Linked DNA regions of Mus musculus: region 2 is linked to region 1. A link is a contact called in public HiChIP or PLAC-seq data. All regions are on one chromosome and are shown on one strand. The core of a region is the stretch at or near the end of the contact, and the rest is flanking DNA. Distances in the headings are between cores, read along the strand shown.

Region 1 (6,378 bases), core at 1,398-3,897:
GTAGACGTCACCCAGACCCTTCTACCCGGCTGGGCTGCAGCACCCCTTTCTGCTTAAGCACTGGAAAGCTCCTGCGGAACCCAGAAAACTGGGTTGGGGTGGCTGCTGGCCCTTATCAGTGACCAGCACACATGTGTTCAGTTTTCTTTTCGCAAATTAGAGCAAGAGGTCTTGGGACTTTTTTTTGTTGTTGTTTTGTTTTGTTTTTGGCTTTTTTTTTTCCAAGACAGGGTTTCTCTGTGTAGCCTTGGCTGTCCTAGAACTCACTTTGTAGACCAGGCTGGCCTTGAACTCAGAAATCTGCCTCCCAAGTGCTGGGATTAAAGGCGTGCACCACCACACCGGGCTGGTCATGGGATTTTTATTTTTAAAACAGGGTCATGTGTCCTGGGGTAGCCTCCAACTTTCTATGTAGCCAGGGACAACCTTGAATTCGTGAATCCCCTGCTTCCAGCTTTCGAGTATCGGGACATGTGTGTCTCCTTGGAGGTGGCTCCTTCCTTCTTATTCTTGTTTTAAAACCTTTATTAACTATTTTATGCATATGGGGTCTTGCCTGATAAAAGTCTGTGTACCATGTGTGTGCAGTACCAGAGGAGACCAGAAGAGGGCACTAGGTTATGTAGGACTAGGATTCCAGGCGGAGTTATACACAGACTGGCGTTATAAGCCATCATGAGGGTGCTGGGAATCAAACCTGCATCTATTAGAAGAGCAGCCAGCACTCTAACCACCCAGCCCAGATGAGCCTCAGATGAGGGATCCTTTTGCCTCAATCTCCTAAGTGTTAGGATTACAGGCTGACTGACACCACCATGCCCAGTCTGGCACGGACCCACTTTCTTTTGGATGGTGGGTCTCTAATCAACGTTATGCAACAGTCATGGGAATATACTGTTTTCCTTTTTAACAAGACAGTGAGGGGAGGTCATGTCTGGACCAGGGACAGTGGTACTCAAGAGATGCTAGCTGGGGGTGGCTTTCCAGTGAGTAGGTGGGATGAGGCACTGGAGTCACACTGTTCTGTTCTAACTACGCCTCTCAATGGATACACCTAGTCATGACTCCGCATCCTATGCTTGTTTTAAAACCTCTATTAATTATTTTATGCATATGGGGTCTTGCCCGATAAATGTCTGTGTACCACGTGTGTGCAGTACTAGAGGAGACCAGAAGAGGGCACTGGGTTATGTAGGACTAGGGTTCCAGGCAGTGTTGTGCAGGAGAGTACACAGCCTGGCGTTATAAGCCATCATGAGGGTGCGGAGTGGAGTGGTGGATGTGAAGGCTTGGTCGTGATTTCTGCCATTAATCTTGGATTGGACCCCTCCAGCATTATGACCCTAGGCCACATCTCTTGGTCATGCCATGGGCAATATGCATCCTAATTCTGTCACAGCAGGACCCCCAGGTCTGTGTGACATTGGGTCTGACATTAGGCTTCCACCTTGGACCCCCCCAGCGGGCAGCACTTGGCCACCCCAGGCTCCCCGGGCCTGTCCAACTTTACTCACATCTTCGTTAGTTGTCAGGTTGGAGGCCACGAGGTACGTGTGGAACCCTGAGAGGCCCAGGATGGACCAGATTGAGAAGAAGCAGATGACCAACTCCAGCACAGTGGGCCCTGTCAAGGACGCGTGCAAGAGAGGGTGGAACCCCTGACCCCTGAGCTCACCCTTCCCTGGAGCTATGTCCCTGGAAAGTGACAGGTTTGGGGACCTTTCTGTGATCCAGTCATTTCTCAGCAGAAGGGGGAGGGAGCGCCTGGGGAACAAGGCGGGCTCTGGGCTAGGGATGGCAGAGGGAATTCCAACCACAGGATCCTGGCATGGAGCAGGAAGCCTGGCATCCTAAGGAACTCGCAGCTGGTGACGTGACTCAATGGATAAAGGAGCCTGTCACCAAGCCTGACAAGCTGAGTTTGAACTTCAAGTTGTCCCCATCCCTATTCGTGTGACATGGCACATGCATGTTCCCCGCTGCAGGGTAAACAAAAATTTAATTACAAAATCCACTCTCTGCCAAGCCTCTGTAGACAGGCATTTTCCTGAGCCTGCTTGCTCTGCCCCTCTCCGTGACGATCCCTTTAGGGTCAGCTCCAGCCTGGGTCTTGACAAACTAGCGGGTAGAGTGCATTCTAGAGAATAGATAGAGCCCTACCCACTCTGGAGACCTGTCCCATGAAGAGGCCTCAATTCCCCACCCAGGGTGACCAGCCCGCAAAGGATATCTTGCTGGTGTCTTTTTCAGAGCGGAGAGGAAGTTGCTTCCTTGAGAAACTAGGAAGAAGAAAGGGACACAGCTCAGGGGGTGGGGGTGGGGGTGAGCACGGCCCTACGCTAGGGCCGAGCTCACTGGTTAGCCTTCCTCCACCCGCTGTTCCCCAACTCACGAAGGGTCAGGTGGGTGACCACGCAGGCGAAGATGAAGGCCGTCAAGAAGGAGAGGGAGAGAATAAACGCATAAAAGAAGCGGTAGTTCCGTCTCCCCACACAGTTGCCCACCCAAGGGCAGTGATGGTCAAACCGTTCTAGGAAGGGAAGGAGGAGTTAGTGGGGGTTCCCCAGTCAGCACTGCTGGGTGACTAGCCTTTGCCCCAGGCTGGCACTTGCCCCCTCCCCACCAGCTGCTCCCTTGGACACACCCTGCTTCCAGCCCTTGCTCATCAGTTCCCACCCACTGCCTGACACATTCCCTGTCTATTCTTTTAGCTCCATAGTAACTCCTTCAGATGTCAACTACAAAGCCACTCCCTTAAAAAGTCTCCTATGGTCTCAATCTAGGCAGAGGTCTCCTGGTCTGTTCTCTTGCTCTTCTTTTAGACAGCACTGCCCTTGAACAAGACATGTGCTGGCCTCAGACCCCTGCCAGAGTCTGACAGTGTCTGCTTCAAAGACTCACAGACTATGGCCTCTTACTAGCTCCATGCCAACGGCTCTGGCCTTAAGGTCTAGAGAGGGCTGGGCCGCTACGTAGCTCCTGCAGAGCTGGCACCAGAGGCCAGGGCAGAGGACTGAGCTCATACCATTGCTAAGTCCCTGAGGGTGGGAGTCACACCCTGGTAAGGAAAGTCCCTGTGGGAATCTGGGTCATGAGCCCGTTGCAGGCCTTATGCCAAAGGCTGGTGCCTCTGAGGCAGTGGGTGGGGCAGACTGGCAGGGATGAATAAGAGGCATTGAGTCACCCACTTCACGCCTGCTGTGCCGCTCTCCTCTTCAGAGGGTGCTGAGCTGGCACCATGAAGTCACTGCCCTGGGAACTGTGCACTGTCACCATGGCTCAGCTCGCTTGGGTGTCATACAGACTCTCCCTTGTGACACCCTCCCAAGGGACTGTCATGGTCTTCATCGAGCTGTATGGCGTCTGGGGAGCAGGGTGAGGGGAACAAACCAAGCTTGGTCAGGAGCCAGTCTTCAGCTCTGGTCCATGCTCTCCGCCTCCCTCCTCCAGACTCCCACCCTCCCTGCCTTCTTTCTCAGTTAGAGCACCCTGTCCTCCATGTTACAGCTCCAGGCTTCTGGGATCATGGACCTACTGAGGAGCACACTGAAGACGGGTGGGGGACGGGACGGGACGGGACACACAAGTTCAAGGTCTGTCACAATGTTCGGGATCGGTGGGATGGGATATAGACCAGCGCTGGGCCAAGAGATGCCACTGCCTTCCCACTCAGTCCTAAGTAAGTCAGATGCTGTCTGCCTTGCCCCACATGTGACTTCCTGCATCCAAGACTCAGTCTCTCCGGGCTTTTTGAGGCCCACCCCCACTCACCCACACAGTTGTCGCAGACACTGCAGTGCGAGGTCCGGGGAGGCCGAAACATCTTACAGGTGAAGCAATACTTGAGTTTCACTGTCTGCCCGTTGATCATCACCTCCCGAGTCCGAGGGGGCGGTCGGTATGTGGAGCTGCCTGTGTTATCTGAGGGTGTGAAGAGGGAAAATGAGGGCACCCCAGACGGCCTATGGCCCTCGATAGTGGGAAGCCACAGCTGCCTGACCAGGACAGGAGGCACCACAAGGAGAGTATGCCCAGGAACATGGGAGGTGGGGGAGGGGCGCTAATGCAGAGACACACATCCAGAACCCAGCACTCCCTTCAGGCACAGGACTGTGCTCAAACCACGGCTGCTCACGTGTCTGCTGGCCTTCACGCTGAGAAGGGGTCAGCAGGGAGAGAGCCAGCGAGGTCATATGCATTTAATGAAGCCTAGATCCAACTTCTAATTCAAGCTGACAGGAAGGAGATGAACTTCCTAGGGAAACAACTGAATCTAGCCCTCTGGCATCTACAAACCGCTGGCCTGACCTCTCGCCAAAGCCAGCATTACCTCTAGAGAAGACAGTGGTCAAGAGCGCTTCCTGAACTTCCAGATCTAGCTCTCTGCCCAGCGTCCACGGCATGTGTTAGAACGCCTGTCAGTCTAGCACACGTCTGGCATCACATGCACACCTCCCTCCTCTCACAGCATTAGAAATAAAATCTTAATAAAAAAGTAATAAAAGCAAAAAAAAAAGAATGTCAGAGCTAGGCACAGTAGCACAGGCCTGCAATCCCAAACACTGGGAGGCAGGCAGTACAACTGTGAGTTCAAGGCCAGCCTGGACGACAATGTCTCTTTCCCACCCCCTTTCTTCTTCGAAAAAGCCATGTTTATTGACTACACTGCAAGACAGAAAGGCAACGGAAGAACCAACTGTTACAGCTACCTTTTCCTTCTTGTTTTGAATGGAAGAAATAACAAGTTCACTCAAAGTCTGCAAATGCCCCATGGTCTGTTAGAAGAGTGTCTGCAAGCTGATCCCACCTGATCTGTGCTCAGATCACAACAGTCCACAGCCAGGTGGCACACCCTTGTAATCTCAGCACTCCCGAGGCAGAGGCAGGTGGATCTCTGTGAGTTCAAGGCCAACCTGGTCCACATAGTAGGTCCCAAACAGTCAGGGCTGTGTAAAGAGATCCTGTCTCAAAGAACCAAAATATAAATAGATAGATAAATAAATAAATAAATAAATAAATAAATAAACAAACAAACAAACAAACAAATAAATAGGAAAGAAAGAAAAGAAAAGAAAGGAAAAGAAAGGAAAAAGAGTCTCACTATGTAGCCCTGGCCGGCCTGGAACTCACTCTGTAGGCCAGGTTGCTCTTGAACCCATGGAGATCTGCCCACATCTGCCTCCAGAGTGCTGGTGCCACAGCCCTGCTGCCCATTTATAATGTTTTGCACTATGGACTGAGCACCGCACTCCTAGCCACTCTACTGCACAATGTCCCGAGTTTAGCTGCCCCCCTGCAGTCATTAGTGTCTGGTGCTTACCAATGAGCTGACCAGCCAGTGCAGGAAGTGAATTCTGGCTTCCCATGTTTACAATGCAACTAATCTCCTGAGCATCTCCTCTCTAGACCAGGAAGCGGGAGAAGGCAGGGGCTAGGGGAGCCAAGGAGGCTGACACAATGGAACTCAGCCTTCGTTGTCTAGTTTGTAAAATAGGAATAATGAGCAGAATGGTATGGCCAGGCCGGCTTTAAACTATGTAGCCGACGATGACCCCCCGAATCCTCTCTCACCTCTCACACGATGGAATTACAGACGTGTGACTACCACGCTGGGTTCTGTAAGGTGCTGGCGACTGAACCCAAAGCTTTAAGAATGCTGGACACACGACCTTGTCCTGCTTGCTGTGTGAGACAGGGTATTACTAGAGGTTAACCTGGTCTTCAACTTAAAATCCTAACCTCCCTCAGGCAGACACGTCTGCTTTGCTACTGACCACAAGTTGTAAAGGGAAGACCATCTATCGGTCCTACAGCTAAGAGTTGCTCAACAAGCTAAGTGACTTGTCTGGGGCCACACAGCACAACCAGGATTTGAACCCTTCATAGTAGGGTTGTAGCTCAATGGAAAGGCACTTTCCTTGGGTTCAATCCCCAGTATCTCTCCCAATGTAAATTAATAGAGACATCCAAGCTCATATTGGGCACGCCTGCAAGCCCAGTGGTTGGGAGGCAGAGGCAGAAGAACCAACCATGAGTTCAAGGCTACTCCAAGCTACATGGCAAGTTCGAGGCTAACATGGATTATATAAAACTCTGTTTTAAAAATAAACAAGGGGGCTGGGCGGTGGTGGCGCACGCCTTTGATCCCAGAACTCAGGAGGCAGAGGCAGGCGGATTTCTGAGTTCGAGGCCAGCCTGGTCTACAGAGTGAGTTCCAGGACAGCCAGGGCTACACAGAGAAACCCTGTCATGAAAAACAAAATAAATAAATAAATAAATAAACAAACAAGGCCCCTGGGACTGGAGAGATGGCCCCTCGCACTTAAGAGCAGGTGCTTTGGGTAAATTACTTAACGGCTGTCACCTAGAGAAGCAGAT
Region 2 (6,335 bases), core at 1,305-3,804, 140 kb after region 1:
AATAAATCCAAGGTGCAAGCAAAATGCCATCGCCTCCTCTTTTGTTTCAGGCACAATGTAACAAGGGCAGCCTGTCTGGGACTCTGCTCCTGCTGATACAGTATTGCTGCTTAAACCTCCCTCCTCAAGGTCACAGCCAATTTCAGCTCTGGAATAAAAGGCGGATAGTGGCAGCGAAGGTTTGGGTTATCACTGGCAGAAAAGCAGAGTGTAAAAGTTTATGAGCTCATCAGGATTGTTGTACCATTACATCAGAGGCAATTATAAATGGCCAAGAGCAGAAGATGGGGAGCCAATCAGATCACAGATAGGATGTCAACCTAAGACCAACTGTCTCCTGGCTTTGACAGAAGGATTTTACCTCCATAATTCAAATCCCAAACCAAAGCAATCTGCACTTACTACTCCAATCACTCTGTGTTTACCAGCACTTCAGAGAGAAGCCCAGGCCACTGGGCCGCCGGAGACTGAGGCAAGAGGTGGCCCCGGCGGCCCAGAGCGAACCACAGTCGGCCTCGAGCTGCCCCCAAGCAGGCCCCAGCTCTCCCCCGAGGTCCCCCGAGCCCTAGGGGCCACTCTTTAAAAGCGTATATTGGGGAACGGCCTAGAGGAAGGCAAGGGGGATCAGAGGAGCGGCAGGTGAGCAAGAAAACGTTGCTTCTTTCTCCCGGATTCATGACACTGCCTACACCCCTAACCTGAACCCCCAGCACCCCCCCCCGCGACCGGGCCTGGCCCTTCCAGGCACACTTTGCTCTGCACCCCCCTGGAGACCCCCAGAGTTCGAAAGGACCAGCGGAGGAGGAGAAACCGGACAGACACCCCTGGAAAAGCCCCACACAAAGGCTGATCGAGGGAAGGAGAGGAAGGCAGACAGGCAGCCATTTTAAGAGAGAAGAGCCAGACAATGGCAGCTCCCCGGCAGTGGGGGCCCAAGCCCGAGGGGAGCCCACGGCCGGGGCCTGCTTCCCCGCAGCCGCCACCCAGCCCACCCCCCGGCCCCGCTGGCCCCAGCCCCCTCCCCGCTCGGCTGTGTACCTGAGGGGTCCGGGCGAGCGGCTGCCCCCCGCCGCCGCTGCTCCCGGGGCTCATGGGCGCGTGGTGGCTCCTTTGTTGGGCCCCTCCCGAGACGGCCGCTGCCGCCGCCGCCGCCGCCGCCGCAGCCCCCCAGCACTGCGAGGCCATGTCCGCCGGGCCTTTGCCCGCGCCCCCGTCCTGGGGCCCGCCGCCGTAGTCGCCCCCGGGGTAGCCCTGGTAGCCACGGGCCGAGCTGGGCGACGTGAGCAGTTGGTTGAGGGTGGGGGTGGCGGTGGGCTGGGGAGTTCCCCCGCCGGCCGCTGAGGGGCCGCCTCCCCCCATGGCCCCGAAGCGCTGCTGTGCGAAGGACGAAGACGACGAGGAGGCAGAGGCGCTGGAGGAGGGAGGCGGCTTGGAGCCGGCGGCCGCCGCCGCGCCGGAGCCCGGAGTGCCACCTCTCGGGGAGCTCAGCGCGTAGGCCTGGGGAGGCGGGGGGTAGGCGCTGCGGTTGGGGTAGTAGGAGTTGTACTGGTGGTTGGGGAAGCCGTGGTCGTGCGAGTTCTGCTGGGGCCCGGCGTAGGGCTCCAAGCCCCCGCCGCCGCCGCTCTGCAGCGCTGCCAGGCCAGGGCTTTGTTGTCCGCCATGTTGTTGGTGGAAGACGGCGGCCGCCGCGGCGGCGACGGCAGACGGGCTCCGGCCGTAGGCTTGCCCGAAGCCGTAGGCTGGGGGCGGCAGGGCGGCCGCGGCCGAGTGAGGAGGCGCCCCCACCCCGTCGCTGCTGCTGCTGCCGCCGCCGCCGCCGCCGCCGGGCGGCTCCGGGAGGTTATTGTTCAGGGCGGGCCTAGGGCCCGCGTTCCCGTTCGAGTTCTTCAGGTCCGGCTCCGCGCCGGGCCCGCCGCCGCTGCCGGCTCCGCCGCCGCCGCCACCCCCATTGCTCTCGGCCCCGTCCTGCAGCTCCTTTCCCAGCGGCTGCGGCGGCCCCACGGCGGGGCCCTCGCTCTCCTGCCCGGCGGCTGCCTTCATTTCCCCGCGCTCGGCCGCTGCCGCCGCCGCCTCGCCCCCCGCCTCCTCCCGCTGTTGCTGCTCGGCTTTCTTCAGCTCCGAGGGCGGCGGCGGCGGGTTGCCCAGGCTGCTGGCGGCGGCGGGGGCGACCTGCGCGGCCATGATCCCCGCTGTCTCGTCCGCGGAGAGACCCGGCCCTGTCTTCGTCTTCTCCCCCCTCCCACCCCGCCCCGGGGCCGAGTCCCCCGGGCTGCCCTCCCCACCCGCCCGGGCGGGCCTCGCGGGGCTCCGCTGCTGCGCTGCGCTCGCTCCTCTCCCCCCCGCCCCGCCGGCTCAGGCTCCGGGCTGGCGGCGGAGGAGGAGGAGGAGGCGGCGGCGGCAGCCGAGGCGCCGGCGGCTCAGCTGCTCCGGGCTCTGGCGGCTCGGGACCCGGCTCTCCCGGCTCATTCCCCCCAAGCCCTTGCCTGGGAATGAGGGGGGCGGTGGAGGCTCCGCTCCCCAGGGCCTGGCCCCGCTGTGACTCTCCGCTTTCTGCTGCCGGAGAAAGGAGGAGGGAGGGAGGGAGGGAGGCGAGGGGGAGGGGGCGGGAAAGGAGGGAGGGAGCGGGGGGGGAGGGGGGACCCGGGACGGGCGGGCGGGCGGGCGGGCTGGAGGGCGCGCGGCGGCGGACGGGGCGCCGGGAGGCAGAGTAGGAGCGCTGCTCTGGCGGGCGCCCTGCCTCGCCTCCCCGGCCGCGGCTCGGGCCGAGGCTGCTGCTTGGCGGCGGGCGGGCGGGCGAGAGAGCGAACGAGAGAGCGGGCGGGCGGGCGGCGGGACTGAGCAGCTAGAGCGCCCCACTCTCCTCCGAGTCCCCCTCACTCCGACACGAGGCTCAGCACTGCCATTTTACCCAGCGCCGTCGCGGCCGCCTGAAAAACCAGGACTGGAGCGCGGAGCGGGCGCAGGCCGTGGAATGGACTCGCTCCCTTCCCCTCACAAAGGAGGAGGGGAGAGAAGGAGCCGCGGCGGCGGCGGCAAGCCCTCAGCCTCTTTCGCTCGGCTGCGCCGCCGCCGAAGGCTTCGGGGAAAACCCGGCCCGGAGCCCGCGCCTCCGGAGCCTGCGCCGCCTCGCTCGCCGCGTTCCCAGCCTGGCCTGTCCCCTCCCGGCCGCTCCAAAGGGAGCGGGCCGCGTGAACTTTACCCGCGCCTGCAAAATTGGCCTGAGCCCGAAACCGCGGCCGCCGCGGCCGGGACCTGACCCCCTGGCACCGGGCCTGGGCTCTTGGCTGCGACTTAGCACCTCCGCAGCACTTTTCTTCTTCAAAGCCTTTTGCAGACCTGCTCTAGAGACCCAGCTGAGCGAGCCCTGCTTTTCCCCCCCTTTGGCTAGCCCCAAAGGAGGACTGACCATTGTTCAAACTATCGGTTCTCCCGTGCCCTGCCCTCATTAGCCCTCTCTGACAAGGCCCTGGGGGCATGAGGTCTGGATTATCTCCCCCCCCCCCATTTTACCAACAGACTGAAGGGAGGGGACTGCCCAGGTCACTTAAAGTCAGAGGGCAGAAGTGTGTGGCTATAAAAAGTGGAGTGAGTGGCCGAAGCCGCATCTTGTCTACTTAGCCAGAGAAAAGGAGGAAAAGAGAAAAGAAAGGCACTTACGTTGTGAACAAATCCAACCACCGGATCAGATCAGTGTCAGGAGGTTTGAAAATCAAACGTGGTCATCCCACCACTTCTCTTAAAATGGTGGCTACTGATGCGTTGGGGGCTTAAGACAGTCCTCCAGGCAAACCAAGCTCCATTAGCACTTCCTAAGGGAACCTAGCTCACAATGGCCAGTAGCCCAATCTTCAAAGGCAAGTACCTTGGAAGACTGTAAACAGCCCACAGAAGAGGCTCCAGGGACTGAAAGAACCTCTGTTCAAAAACCACTGCAGAAGAGGGATGCAGAAAATGGAAACCATTTTCTCTATAAAGAGAGAAAAAGAGCCTAACAGGTCACACAGAAAACGGATGCCCCTCAGATCTGCTGTCTATCCTAAGGTGTAAGACTCCTTGAAGTTTACCAGAGACCCTAAGGCCAGGTTTATCTGTGAAGATCAAGGCATTCGCGGAAAAGCTCAGAGTTGTCCAGACCTACAGGCCTCACCAGTTCCACAGCAGCCTTTTCTTCTCAGGCAGGCCTGGAATGCTCTGACAGGGCAAGCCAGGAGAAACCAGAGGGAATTCCAGCGTCTCACCAGGACCAAGACTGCCTTGGGAAAGCATCAATGACAAAGGCCTCTTTTCCTCCCAGATTTTATAAATGGAGACTTTGGACCACAGACCATTATTTTAGAACTTGTGGGCTCTGCAGGCCCCTGGAGTTCTGATCATGTCATGGGTCAACAGAAATAATTCTGAAAGGCTAAGTCATTTCTTCTACCCCCAAGAAAAATCAAGAACACCCCACATTACAAACCTTCCGTAGTAAACTGAGAATGGAGCCATGGCCAGAGCCCCTCTGCTCTCCCATCCCCCAACCAAGAACCAAACCAACCTGCCAAGGCGATGGAACTGGCTGGTATGGACCAGTTTTCATTCACGGCCCTCAGAAGCACAACTCTAGTGGTGCATTAGGTCCTAGAAACCAAATTATAGGCTGCCTCATAAATGGAGCTTTGCTATTTAATCAACTGCCTCGGAGCTGCCAAACAGTCCTGAGTCCCGCACACAAATGAGGAATTTTTTACATGCAATTACCCTGCCATTTTCCTCGGAACTGGGGTGTAATGGGAAACCTGGAGCCCAGTGAAAATCTGGAAGCGAGAATGGATTTGTCTTCAAGGAAAGTCCACATGGCCTTCTTCCATGGCCGTGCATATGGAAAGCGCCAAAATCCCTTTCCCTACACGTGGTCACGCTGTTTTGAAAACAGTCACCATTTTAATCTAGCAATGAGGCAAAGTGCATAAAAATATATCCACCTGGGTCAGGAGAGGTAGTGTTTTTCTTCTTCTCTACTTTTCTTTAAAAAAAAAAATCTCAAATCCTTAGAGTCCCTTCCTCTCTAAGATCTACAACATTAACCTAAGACTGCTGGGCTGAGGAACTTTCTTAGAAACTGGTCCATCCGCTTTCCCCAGGGGCACTGGGAAGGAGAAGGGGGAGGGGAGGAGCGGGCACGTGGCTGGCCCGAGCAGCGAGACCCCGACTCGGGGCCGTGGGTCCTCCCCTCGGTGGGTATTTTTCCCCCACAGCCCCTGCCTTTTCACCCCACACCCAGGCAGCTCAGGAATCCCGGCGCAGATTATAGGGTTAGGACAGCGCTCTCCTCTCGAAAGCGCCTCTGCCACCGGCAGCCTGATGGCAAATATGGACTGAATCGTTGACATGGAAACCGGACTAAAGTCTCGTTCGCTGGCTCTCACAGGAGAGTTCTTATCACCAAGCCGGGCAGGACGGCAATCGGCAAAAGTGGACTGGATCCGGGGCCGGGCGGACCGGGGGCCGCTTCTGGGCGCCGGAACTCCGGCGGCAGCCACAGCCAAGGAAAGGGGGCTGGGCTGCCGGCAGCAACCGGCTGAAAATGGCAGAGGATGTGCTCTCATTCTCTCTGGCTGCACAGCGTGCATGGATTGGGCCTGAGAATGAGGGATGAACCTATGAAGATCCCACACAGTCAACTGCAAAATGTGGAAGCTGGGCCTGGAGGCTTTGCTAGGAGAAAGAAACGCTTGCAGGGAGGACAAGCCCTTCTTCCTCCCTCGCAGTTTGCTCACTCTAAATGTCTGAAACACGAAACTCCTCAAACAAACAAAAGGTCGGCCTCGCCTGCCCCGCAGACCTCTCTCCCTTACTGGACTCGGGGCAGGACGCTTGCTAGCAGAGGCAGAGGGAGGGTTCTGCCTGCTCCGGGCTGAGACGTGCGGAGCCGGGCCGTGGCCCCCGCACATTCCCGCCGCGGCGCCACAGCAGACACCCAGCCGAGCGCTCTCAAGTGCGAGCTGGAGCTGCGAGTTTGAGCAAAAGGGCAACTGTGTCAGTTGACGGAAGCCAGAAGCAGAGTTCAAAGCCTGGCGTGGATTTCCGTCTGGAGCTGTGTTTCTTAAAGTTTGTAACTCCGTGTGAAGAAACAGCCCCAGCGGAGGCTTTGGGATCAGTGTGAAAGTCTAGCACAACCATCTGACAGTGAGCTGCAAAACTTTGGGCTGCATATTAAGCGAGGAAAGTGGATTGAAGCTAGAGTCAAGGCAATTCATTATGCTCCCGGCTCGCAGGCAGGAGCGCTAAGACACGAACTGGATTGTCGCGGGGGAACATGGAACGGAGTCCGAATGGCGCTCCACATCACTTCG

Evidence for each region. HiChIP or PLAC-seq counts read pairs in DNA pulled down with a chosen protein or histone mark.
Region 2: a contact with region 1 is called in an H3K4me3 HiChIP or PLAC-seq map of bone marrow-derived macrophages, with 2.5 times the contacts expected there. The contact joins the promoter of Arid1a here to the enhancer-like site in region 1. A contact is called at or near these places in 10 of 484 Hi-C or Micro-C datasets (B cells, the C2C12 cell line, CD8 T cells and 5 more), 12 of 115 datasets of contacts at active chromatin or transcription factors (the HPC-7 cell line, the SCID.adh cell line, bone marrow-derived macrophages and 8 more) and 3 of 9 other capture datasets (adipose tissue, liver and pancreatic islet).

Annotation. Positions count from the first base shown.
Region 1 is chr4:133,611,409-133,617,786 of GRCm38.p6, forward strand. It overlaps Zdhhc18 (zinc finger, DHHC domain containing 18), which reads right to left. Exons shown (of 8, transcript NM_001017968.2): 3 at 3,772-3,921; 4 at 2,393-2,530; 5 at 2,231-2,279; 6 at 1,515-1,617. Among named protein-coding and RNA genes, the nearest start is that of Sfn, 12 kb to the left of the region's middle. Within about 2 kb of position 2,648, at least 147 of the 459 cell types and tissues checked have an H3K27ac peak or open chromatin away from gene starts, as enhancers often do. A contact at or near this core is called in the C2C12 cell line, CD8 T cells, Th1 cells and 6 more, where this site is marked.
Region 2 is chr4:133,751,431-133,757,765 of GRCm38.p6, forward strand. Arid1a (AT rich interactive domain 1A (SWI-like)) reads right to left here and starts at 2,555. Exons shown (of 20, transcript NM_001080819.2): 1 at 1,039-2,555. The coding sequence starts at 2,181.